4 separate regions of the Mus musculus genome follow, and all the other regions are linked to region 3. Evidence: chromatin contacts called from public Hi-C, HiChIP or PLAC-seq and capture Hi-C data. All regions are on one chromosome and are shown on one strand. The core of a region is the stretch at or near the end of the contact, and the rest is flanking DNA. Distances in the headings are between cores, read along the strand shown. Region 1 has its middle 140 kb from the start of Pou1f1. Region 2 has its middle 110 kb from the start of Pou1f1. Region 3 has its middle 33 kb from the start of Gm33971. Region 4 has its middle 9.4 kb from the start of Gm34033.

The links. HiChIP or PLAC-seq counts read pairs in DNA pulled down with a chosen protein or histone mark. A called contact is a pair of places that touch in the nucleus more often than the background predicts. Capture Hi-C pulls out chosen DNA fragments and counts their contacts.
Region 1: a CTCF HiChIP or PLAC-seq map of pro-B cells shows a contact between it and region 3, with 5 times the contacts expected there. The contact joins two enhancer-like sites. A contact is called at or near these places in 2 of 15 datasets of contacts at CTCF or cohesin (large pre-B cells and pro-B cells), 25 of 484 Hi-C or Micro-C datasets (the BV-2 cell line, ECoMG myeloid progenitors, the G1E-ER4 cell line and 17 more) and 3 of 115 datasets of contacts at active chromatin or transcription factors (bone marrow-derived dendritic cells, large pre-B cells and pro-B cells).
Region 2: a Hi-C map of bone marrow-derived macrophages shows a contact between it and region 3, with 11 read pairs. The contact joins two enhancer-like sites. A contact is called at or near these places in 2 of 484 Hi-C or Micro-C datasets (the HPC-7 cell line and bone marrow-derived macrophages) and 1 of 115 datasets of contacts at active chromatin or transcription factors (large pre-B cells).
Region 4: a contact with region 3 is called in a capture Hi-C map of bone marrow-derived macrophages, with 13 times the contacts expected there. The contact joins two enhancer-like sites. A contact is called at or near these places in 7 of 484 Hi-C or Micro-C datasets (the 3T3-L1 cell line, 3T3-L1-derived adipocytes, the C10 cell line and 4 more), 2 of 115 datasets of contacts at active chromatin or transcription factors (bone marrow-derived dendritic cells and large pre-B cells) and 1 of 9 other capture datasets (bone marrow-derived macrophages).

Annotation. Positions count from the first base shown.
Region 1 is chr16:65,377,185-65,379,884 of GRCm38.p6, reverse strand. No RefSeq gene overlaps it. Among named protein-coding and RNA genes, the nearest start is that of Pou1f1, 140 kb to the left of the region's middle. Within about 2 kb of position 1,419, at least 19 of the 459 cell types and tissues checked have an H3K27ac peak or open chromatin away from gene starts, as enhancers often do. A contact at or near this core is called in bone marrow-derived macrophages and pro-B cells, where this site is marked.
Region 2 is chr16:65,405,222-65,407,921 of GRCm38.p6, reverse strand. No RefSeq gene overlaps it. Among named protein-coding and RNA genes, the nearest start is that of Pou1f1, 110 kb to the left of the region's middle. Within about 2 kb of position 1,426, at least 11 of the 459 cell types and tissues checked have an H3K27ac peak or open chromatin away from gene starts, as enhancers often do. A contact at or near this core is called in bone marrow-derived macrophages, where this site is marked.
Region 3 is chr16:64,905,870-64,908,569 of GRCm38.p6, reverse strand. No RefSeq gene overlaps it. Among named protein-coding and RNA genes, the nearest start is that of Gm33971, 33 kb to the right of the region's middle. Within about 2 kb of position 1,284, at least 7 of the 459 cell types and tissues checked have an H3K27ac peak or open chromatin away from gene starts, as enhancers often do. A contact at or near this core is called in bone marrow-derived macrophages and pro-B cells, where this site is marked.
Region 4 is chr16:65,199,793-65,202,492 of GRCm38.p6, reverse strand. No RefSeq gene overlaps it. Among named protein-coding and RNA genes, the nearest start is that of Gm34033, 9.4 kb to the right of the region's middle. Within about 2 kb of position 1,337, at least 20 of the 459 cell types and tissues checked have an H3K27ac peak or open chromatin away from gene starts, as enhancers often do. A contact at or near this core is called in bone marrow-derived macrophages, where this site is marked.

The DNA.
Region 1 (2,700 bases), core at 170-2,669, 470 kb before region 3:
AGAGCAAGATGCAAGAACTAAGCATCCTTTCATTGCTTTCCAAGAAATAGCATCATCCATTTTCCCTAAGACCAGTAAAGATGTATTTGCACATCACTCTTACGCTCCAACTCCTTTAATGGTTATTCTCTAACACTAATTTGTGGGGTTTGTATCACTTTTTTTGTTCAAACCTCTTGAGCAAAATCAGGGGTTCCACTTAAAAGTAAGAATATTGCTCATTTTGCTGCTCTCGCCTCTTATTATGTTCAGGACATAAAATAGAAATTCTAGCACATCCTTCATCAATGGTCTTCTATTTTCCTGGTATGGATTCTCAATGGACACTCCTTCCCCATTGGCAGCAGAGAGATTTTCTCTGTACTATGGCTGCTGGTAAGTCCCAAGAGGGACTTCCAGATGGAGCAGCTTTTCTGAACCGTCCATGCACCAATGAGCCCAGTAAAGGCTCAAAACCTGGGCTGGGAGAGCATCTTTTGTTTGTCCTCTCAAAGCCTGCTTTATCTGTGGTGAATAGATGTTGTGTTTCACTTCCCAAGGAAAAATAACACAACTGCCAATTATGTCATACTGAGATAAACTTAACTAGGTCACAATGCACTGTCTGTTTTAAATATAAATAGATTTGGTTTCAAATATTTTGCCTCACTGAATGCCCATAAGTAAAATCAGTGACTTTTCTTCCATATGATCCGTCCCTGACAGCTGTTGTGTTTGCTCAGCCCCATCGCTTTTTATACCCTGGAAGAACTTATTTGAGATTAGACTTTTTTTTTTTCATTTTGGAGTTAAATTTATTAATTATGACATCTTCCAGAATTTTTTCTCTTTTGATTTTATAGTGCTTATGAAGTTGTTTTTTTCTAGTTTTCTCTGATGTTCTGAAAAACTGTAACGTTCTGTATGGTCAGGTATTCCATTGCCTGTGACCAGTGCTTTAGCAGGGGTCTGGAACCTGAGGACAGACATATTGGAAAGACTAAAGACATTGACCACCTGTTGACTATCAATCCAGTTGCCCAAAATATCTTGAACTATTGTTATTTATACAATCTCAAGCCTACTCACCTGAGCAGTGAAATAATTGGCTATTTTATTTAAAGAATCATAATGTCAGTATACATAAGCCTTATCATTACAAAAGCCCCCTTCCTCCTTTCCCTCTCCCTCTGGGTCAGTCACACAAATACCCTCAACCATACTCTGCAACTAAAATTTAACATTAGTTTCCCCCACCCCCAGTCACAATAGCAGTTCTCTGTCACAATACCTTTTATCACTGCAGGCAGAGACATGTTCATGTACCAAGCAACTTTTCCTGATATGCATCCACTAATTCCTGATTAAGTCTCTGTTGATCAGATACAACTTCCCCATTTTATAGGTCGCTGTTGATCAGACCCAGCTTCCTGAAACAGTTATGTGAGCCAGGACCGTTGTTCTCCACACTGTGACCAGCTTACTCAGTGTGACTGTAGCTGTGCCTCTAGGGACATAAGTATGTTTCCCAAATTACCCAGGATTAACTGTCACATCTGGAGGATGAGTAGGGTTAGAGAGAGGAGAGGAGGGTTTCACTCCTTGAATGAGTCCGAAGAAGAACATAGAATTCATTCACAGGTCTTTGCCAAGTGGGAAGGGGTTTCTATGGGCCTTGCTGTGTGAAGTCACCAGTGAAACACTCATAGGCCTTTCAAATTCAATCAGTTTCCATTTCTCATCTAATCTCAGCAGGCAGCATCTTCGGAGTCAGAGGGCTTTAGCCTTAACTTTGTTCAACTGTGATACTTTGTTATCTGCTTTCCACAGTTCCACCAGCTTAATTATCATTTTCAAATCTTATTAAGTTTGCTGATATTGTATCTTATTTTCTTTCACTAATTAACTATGTAAATTTAATTCTTTTGCCTTTTTACTAAATTTGGCATTAGTCTTTTGCCATTTTTATATTTAGCTAATTAACTTTCAAGTTTTGGTATTTTTAATAGTTATAAGTTGTGTCCTAAAATTGCTTTAGCCTATATCACACAGCATGTATATATACATATATATATATATATATATATGTATGTGTATATGATGTATATGTATATATCATGTACATATACACATGTATATACATATACATACTTTGTTATGTATATTATATATAATAATCCAATTTTAAGTGTTTTCTGGTATCTACTTTAGGAATTTGCCTCTTTCTCATTTTACTTAACCGTGTTCTTTAATTTCCAAATAGATTGTTCTTTTTTCCGTTTTTACTATCTATATCTGACTTGATTTTTTGTAACTGGTAAACATGAGTTATATGCTACCAATCTTTTGGAATTTATTGAAACTCACCCATAGTTCAGCATGTGGTTGATTTGTATGAAGGACATTTTCCTAGCTTAAGATAATATGCACCTACAGGTTAAGGTGGTGTCTCGACATAAGTTAGTTGTCAAAGATTAATGAATCATCTGAGCATAAACTCATTATTAATTTTTAAACCTCTTCCTCTTTTGATCAGTCACTCTTCCTCTATCTTATTCTATTTAACAAACACCCAAGAAATATTCTTGAATATCCCTAAAAATGATAAATAGGGAAGTCACTAAAAGTAAAATGTGAGTTATTAGAGATTTTAATGTCACGTCATGCTTGAAGAAAGTTAAACAGATTAAGGAAAACACCAACAACATTGATGGAAAGCTC
Region 2 (2,700 bases), core at 177-2,676, 500 kb before region 3:
CTTTAGTACAATTTTGATTGGTTGCTAAATTACTTTCATTATATTTGGTGAGACCTTGAAGAATTTTGAAAACCAGGTCTGTTCTGGCTGTGTCCTAAAGCTAGATGTCCAAGGAGCTGATTCAGCTCCAGACTTATCCTTCCTAAGTCAGGGTCATCGTTGACTAAGACCCACTGTTAGTAGCTCCTTCTGAAGATTCCATAGCGCTTCCTGGGGAATTGAATTTTTTTTATTCCCAAAGTTGGTGGACCTCTCAGGACCTCTGAACCTATGAAACAAAATATATCTCCCTGGCCAATTCCAAGTTTTTTCTCGGTTCTTTTGTCACGGTGGAGAAAAGCTGTCCAACACATCATTCCATTAATGCACAACTAAAAGTTTAAAAATGCCATATCTAATGTAGGCTTTTGTTTTCAATTTGTACATCTGAAACATCCAGTTCACACATGAAGGAACTCATGGTCCAGCTGCTTATGTAACAGAGGATGGCCTTATCTGGCATCAATGGGAGGAGAGGCCCTTGGTCCTGTGAAGGCTCGATGCACCAGCATATGGGCAATGAGGAAGGAGTGGATGGGTGAGTGTGTGGAGGAGCACCCTCATAGAGGCAGGGGGACAGAGAATGGGATAGGGAGTTTGTGGAGAGGAAACTGGGAAGGTAGATAGCATTTGAAATGTAAATAAATAAAACAACCAATAAAAAAATAACAAAAAACTAAAATCATTAGATTATAAAGCTTGCATCAAATCACAAGAAACAAAATCTAACTTTTCTCATTTAAAGTCTTAGTCAGTGGTGGAGTTAAAACAAGAAAACCAAGATGAACATACATTTGATGTTGATGTTTTGAAAGTGTTCAGTGTCTGGCTGGTATAGATGATATTTATAGATGGGAGGATGGAGGCCAAGGAGCAGAGGGTCACAACGATGTTCAGATGCTGGACATAAAGCTAACAGAAGTAAAAGTTTTATACGTTTTCCCCTTGACATTTTACAATGCTGGCAAGTGGGTGTTCAGATCAGGCATCTTTCCAGTCAATATTTTCTGACTACCTCTTGTGAAATTAGGAGAGTTTCTGTTAGAAAAGGGTGGCATTTCCATCTGTCGTCTCGTTCATAAAAATAAAACCTGAAAGACAGTATCATGGCATTTGTACATGCTCCTGGTATCTTCATAACATATCTAAAGAAGCTCATCTGGACTTTTAAAATGAAAAACAGAGCATCTAAGAAATATGTCTTATTGCCTTAAAAACTCATTTTATGAGAAATTATTTCTTTATCTTTGTCCAAATTCAGCTGTTGTGTTCTCTTGATGACTTTCAGATTCCTGGAAAATGCAGAAGAGTCTCACATCATATCACAAATATGAAATTCTTCTATGCATTTACTTGTCTAAGTCTGTGAATAAAATTTAATTGTCAACATAATATGATCCTGACACAAAGAAAGGAAGAAGTAATATGAACCACCAAGCTGCTGTCAAGTTTTGTGTTTAACCAGGACTGTATCACATGTGTATGGGCAGCAAATTTGAGATACAGACACACTGAAATTGTGGAACTGATTGTTGTCAGAGCTCAGGCTTCCTCTGCCCTGACCATATAGAATCCAAACTGACTGTTCACACCTGACACAATGCTTCGTACCACATACTTTCCTCCTCGAGCCAGTTCCTATAAAGTGCAAGTGGCAAAAGCTATGAAAGGGAAAGGGGATGAAATTGGGTTTATACATGTTAAATTCTAGCACATTTTAATGGTCTCCAAATATCCACTAGACTGTTCTTAAACTTCTATTAAGAGTATGAACATTTCTCTTTGTTCCCCTTTCCAAGTCAGAGAGGAAGTAACATGCCATCCTTTGTCAGCGAGAATGCCTTGCCCCAGTTTAATGAAGTTGCTGTCTGACATCTCAGCTCTTGCATTGTTTGCATTGCTTTGTTCCCTTGTACATTGTCAGGGGAAAAGTACAATCACTGCATTCTTTCCTACTTGCAATTCATTGTAATGTTACATTTTGCACAAATGAAGACATTTCTCATTCCAACATCCCAGCTCCTGTTTCCCTGCCCATTGCATCTCCATCTTGTGCAACATCTTCCAGCCCTCATTGTTTCTGTCAAGTTTCTTTTAGTTACAGATTTTACCAGGAAAAGCCTTTCTCTCTGGACACGAGATGATTCTGCCACTCATGACTTAGAAACTAACCATCCGTTCTGTAGTTCCCAATAGTCTCAAACTGCAAGATTTGTTTCTGTGATGTTCTAAAATGAATGGTGGTTATGAATATATATGTGTGTATATGAACATGCATGTATTTGTGTACATGGTATGTACCTTAATCATAGATATGGCATTGAATGAAAAGACATGATTTTCCTAAACTATTTAGGATACCCAACAATCCAGGATTCTATAACATTAAAGAGTGTAATTTTAGGACTGGAGAGATGGCTTGACTGTTAAAGTCTAGGCTCACAACCAAAAACAAGTGAAATTTTATTTTGCCAGGTGCTAATTAGAAATCCAGAGGTGGGGGATCTCATGAAATGAGGTGTAAAAACTAATACGGTCTGATAGACTCATCAAAAATATTGCTGCTATAATTCCAAATCTGCTTAGTAACATAAATAAAATATTCTCCTATAAAGTGTATACTGCTAACAAGAGCATGAATTTAGCATGGCTCCTTGTGCT
Region 3 (2,700 bases), core at 35-2,534:
AACGAGGAGTCATTGCTTTAGTGATGTACCCATTGGTGACCCCACTGGGCTCCAACAGATAGTTCTACTCAAGAGGTTAGCAGATAGCAGATGATTTAATTAAATGGGCCACACAACAAAATCAGCAGCCATGACTGGGAAAGGGACAAGTAGGGACAAGCAGAGGTTAATAAGGGTGTAAGAGAAATACAAAGAAACAGAAGGAAAAGCAATCAGAATACATTGAGTGCATAGATGAAACTGTGCACTGCCTAAAAATTAAATTAATAAAAAGAAAATGATAAATGCCTTCACATGAATGAATGTTATAAGACAGTCAAATATGGAAAAAATCTATCACCCATGCTTATATGTTGCATAATTTAATTTTTAAAAGAAATCTGTGTAAAGAAAAGCATTCATATAGAGAGAAAGCTGATATGGATTGAGTAGTATGTGTGAGCAAGAGTGAACTGGATTGCTTACAGGTAGAGGTTTCTTTCTGAAAGGAAGGACATAATCTAAGAGTGCACAAATGTGAGTATTCTAAATCATGACTTTTTTTTTACATTCTTATGAGGTGATAAAGAAATATCATCCTGCCTCCAAGTGTGGTGGCACATGCCTTAATCCAAGCCCTGGGAGCCTGAGGTGGGTCAAGGCTAACCTGGGCTGCATAGTGAGTTCAAGGCCACCCTGGGTCTCACAACCAGAACCTGACTCTCAAAATCAAAACCAGGGAAACAAAGTGAACCATCCTATGACAGAAATTACTCTTTTTCACAGGCAGCTTGATTTTAGGTAATTGTGACTCAGTTGCTCTATTTGTGGATGATAAAGTAACCATGGAAACCGCAGCTATTGTTTAAAGATCACAATTGGAGGAAGAGAACAGAAGTAGGAACTTGGAAAGCTGAGTAATTGTTTCCTCGGGGAGGGGGGAGAAGAATATAATTGTGAGTGTTGAACTAATGTGACAGTCCATGAGGGGAACCAGATTGTCTCGTACTCAGCAGAGACAGCAAGCTCTATTTCTCTGGAAGAAAGCTCTAGAAATTTCAGGGGAAAGAAGCTACAAACATAAGTTTAGCAACTTTATTTTCCCTGTTGGTCTCACACTTATTTTTATCTGTAACAAAAAGCAATCATACCAAGAAGAAACAAACAAACAAAAAAAGCCTTCATTAAGTTAAGGAAATCTTTCTTGTTGATTTAAGATAATGGGAACATTAATACTTTAAGGTTTAGGCACTGAGTGGGGAATTAAGCTGCTGTTTGCCGCCCTCTATAGACGAATCTAAATCTCACAGTGAAATTCAGGAAAACATTCCTCCTTATGAAGACATTCACTGTTTGTTTAACAGAGAGGAAATATTCTAGGTAAGATAGGAACAATTTCGTCACAAAGCTATCAGAATGCACCAACATACACAACATACAACATACAGTGGTATATCCTACTGTATACACAGGCCATGTGGTACAACCTACTGCTTTTAAACTACAAAACATGCACAGTGTGAGAACTATATATAGGCAACTGTGACACAGTGATAAGCTGACGTCTAAACATGTCTAAACACAGAAAAAGAATAACAAGAATACAGTCTGTTTACTCGTAAATAAGAATGTTTCTATTGTAATACTATGGAGACACCTTTGAATGTGTGGCAAATTGCTGACAGGAGCCCTTATCCTGTGGCAGGAGATACTGTTAAAATCCAGATGTGTATTTATGAACTTGAAGCAAAAATATTCACAAAACTGCAAATTCTCTTTTTCTGCTACATTGATGTCCTGTGACTCAGAAACACTGGCTGTTCGGTGATTAAGAAATGAAGACCTCGGGCTGGTGAGATGGCTCAGTGGGTAAGAGCACCCGACTGCTCTTCCGAAGGTCGGAAGTTCAAATCCCAGCAACCACATGGTGGCTCACAACCATCCGTAAAGAGATCTGACGCCCTCTTCTGGAGTGTCTGAAGACAGCTACAGTGTACTTACATATAATAAGTAAATAAATAAAATCTTTAAAAAAAAAAAAAAAAAAAAAAGAAATGAAGACCTCCCTCCTTTTAGTAGTTTAGAAATAGAAGGAAGTTAATGATGTAGTGGGGATAGAAGTTAAAATTTGATTAGGTTGTGATCTTTTTAAAGATTTATTTATTTGTTTATGTAAGTACATTTTTGCTATCTTCAGACACACCAGAAGAGGGCATTGGATTCCATGACAGATGGTTGTGAGCCAACATGTGCTTGCTGGGAATTGAACTCAGAACCTCTGGGAGAGCAGTCAGTGCTCTAAACTGCTGAGCCATCCTTTCCAGCCCTGGCTGTAATTTTCAAATAACCATTTGATACCTATGCAATCTAATTCTCCTCTTCATCACCACCTCATTCCATTTTCATTTGCTGGCCAGCCTTCTGCCAAGAGAATTTCCCCAGAATAAATGCAAACATTGATGCAAACATTGTCTTTTCAAGTTTAAAAAAAAAATCGCGATGCAGGAATAACACAGAAGAAATGCAAAGGAATATTTGTCTCCTTCACATTCTTCAACAATTGGGCAGTCAAGATTGAAGTGTGGATGGAAAACTCCTGAAGGGATTGCAGAGCGTGAAAATGGAGTTTCTGAGCCTCTTTTTTTTCTGAGACCCTGAGCACCTAAAAATCTTGTATTATACAGAATTTTTTATTTAAGGAAGAATGTGAAGGCTGAAATA
Region 4 (2,700 bases), core at 88-2,587, 290 kb before region 3:
CTTTGATGAGAATATATATGGAGAGAGAGAGACAGAGAGAGAGACAAACAGAGATTATACAGATATTGATCTGGATATAGATGGTATAGACATAGATTGGAGTTATCACACATAGGGAGATAATGCCTATATCAGAAGCCTAGGAATTGGACAGATCCCTTAAAATTTTGTTCATAGGTCTGAGAGAACCCATTCTCTCAATTGGGATTGTTCTTGGTAGTTTGCCAACACTTAAAAGCAAGATTCTACGGTTAACACCACATAGTTTGGTCATGCAATTTGCATAAACCAAGCTGGTTCTGATTCAGAAGCACCTTCCCTGAGGTGTAATTCTTGTTGTTAGAAGGTGCTATAGAAGCTGCCTAAGGAGAACAGTTATCAACAATTCTACCCAGCTGTAAAGCCCATGACTTACAGTCATGAACAGCCTGGCATGATATGTCCAATAATGAAATAATATCTTAAGGGCAGCTATCTGCTGTCTGATTGGATTTAAGATCCACCCAGTAAGAGGAATGTCATGTCTTACTGTTAACCTAGCCAAGAATATATAATTAGAGAAATAATTTACCCTAGAGGTAAGCCTACTAATAGCATTTTGCTAAATTGGTTAGTATCTCTACAGACTCTTTGAGGAGTCTCTTTAGGGATGAGCCACTTGGTAGGTGATCAGTTCCCAAGTGGCCAGTCCTGAAGACATACATGTGTGACTGTAAGGGGATGTGGGGAGGGTAATATGGAAGGAAGTAGAAGAGGGAAGGCAGGCGGTAATATTAAAAATGCATAATATTCATGAATGACGTTTTCTAAAAAAGTTGTAAGTTTGTCACTATGAATGGATCAACTAAAAGCTTGCTCAATATTGGTACCTTGGTACGAGTTTCTTATCTCCTTGTGACTGAAAACAGCTATCAACCAATTTAAGCCTGTGACTCACTCTGAGAAGCTCTATTTTGTAAGACCAAGGTTGAGACACACAGCACCATAACATAATCCTACATGTATCACATCTTGCCAAAGGAGTTTTTAAAAAAAAGGAAGTCACTGGAGAACTTCTCCATTCATGCCTTTCAGACACAACTCATCAAGACTCAATAATCACTCACTCTCTCCGTAGTACCCAACTATATTTGGCATCAATTGTTCAGTGCTTTTTCATAATTATTCTAATATTTCCTCATTTCCTTTTTGTCTTTTTTTTTACCTTATCAAAGTCCTTTTATTTATCTTTTTATTGGATATTTCATATGTTCAAATTTTATCACCTTTCTGGGTTTCCCTTCCGGGTCCCCCTATCCCATCCCCCTTCCCCATGCTCCTATGAGAGTGCTCCCTCTCCAACCCTCTCACTTCCACCACACTGCCATAGCATTCTCTCACAACGGGGAATTGAGTCTGCAAAGGACCAAGGGCCTCTTCTCCTGTTGATGCCATCCTCTGCTACATATGCGGCTGGAGGCATGGGTCCATCCATGTGTTCTCTTTGGTTGGTGGATTAGTCCCTGGGAGCTCTGGTGGATCTGATTGGTTGATATTGTTGTTCCTCCTATGGGGTGCAAACTCCTTCAGCTCCTTTAGTCTTTAACTCTTGCATTGGGGACCCTGTGCTCAGTTCAATGTTTGGCTGTGAACCAACCATAAGAGGACGCTGTATCCCATTACAGATGGCTGTGAGCCACCCTGTGGTTGCTGAGAATTGAACCCAGGATATCTGGAAGAGCAGTCAGTGCTTTGAACTGTGGGGTCATCTCTCCAGCCCCCTTTGTCATTCTTAAATTCAAATACTTTTAAAATCATACTGCAATTGGCAAGTCAAATTTACCTTTATAAACTAGTCCCCCTATATAATTTTTTACAAGCATGGTACATGTATATTTCTATAATAATATTTGATGCCATGTTATGTATATTGAAAATTATACTAATTATTACATTGTAAATGTTTTTCTGAAAACGTTTCTTTCATTTTCTTACATATTCGATATTTAAAAGTGATACACTGATTCAAATTCATTTTAAAATCTAAATAATATCCAGTGCAATTATCATACAATATTTAGCTTGTGTCTACACTGATAGATGCTTACTTGCCTCATGAATGTCTCTATCTTAAGCAATACTGTAATCATCAATATGTCTTTTTAAATTATGGACTGTAATATGTTGAAGCAGTGCCAAGGCATGTGGTGTGCGTGTTTTCAGTTTAAGCAATCATTGCCAAGTTGTTTTCCAAAATCCACCCATAGCTAAAAATCATATTCAAAAGCTAGTTCATTAACTCACAATACCTAACATTTTATTTATGGGATCTAACAGTGTGAAGTAATTTTAATATCATTACCCCTGTTATTTTAGACGTCTAACTTTTTACTATTTTCAACATCATACTATTTTCAATTTGATTAATATGGTGATGACCTAATCACTAGCAGCATTGATTATTTATGTATTATTTTAAGTCTCCTTCATTTACATGTGAAACATTTGTTAAATTAATGATGGCAAGCTTTAGAGTGGCTAAAATGTTCATCTAGGACTTTTTAAACTCCTGTAGTTAAACTGAAACCACTCTAAATTTTCCATTGGTTTTATGGAATTTCTCAAAACTAATTTAAGCCAAAGAAATGTTTTTAAAGAAATATAGAATATATGTAGAACTTCACTTAGATAGTATTAAGTTTAATTATTATGCTTCCATAA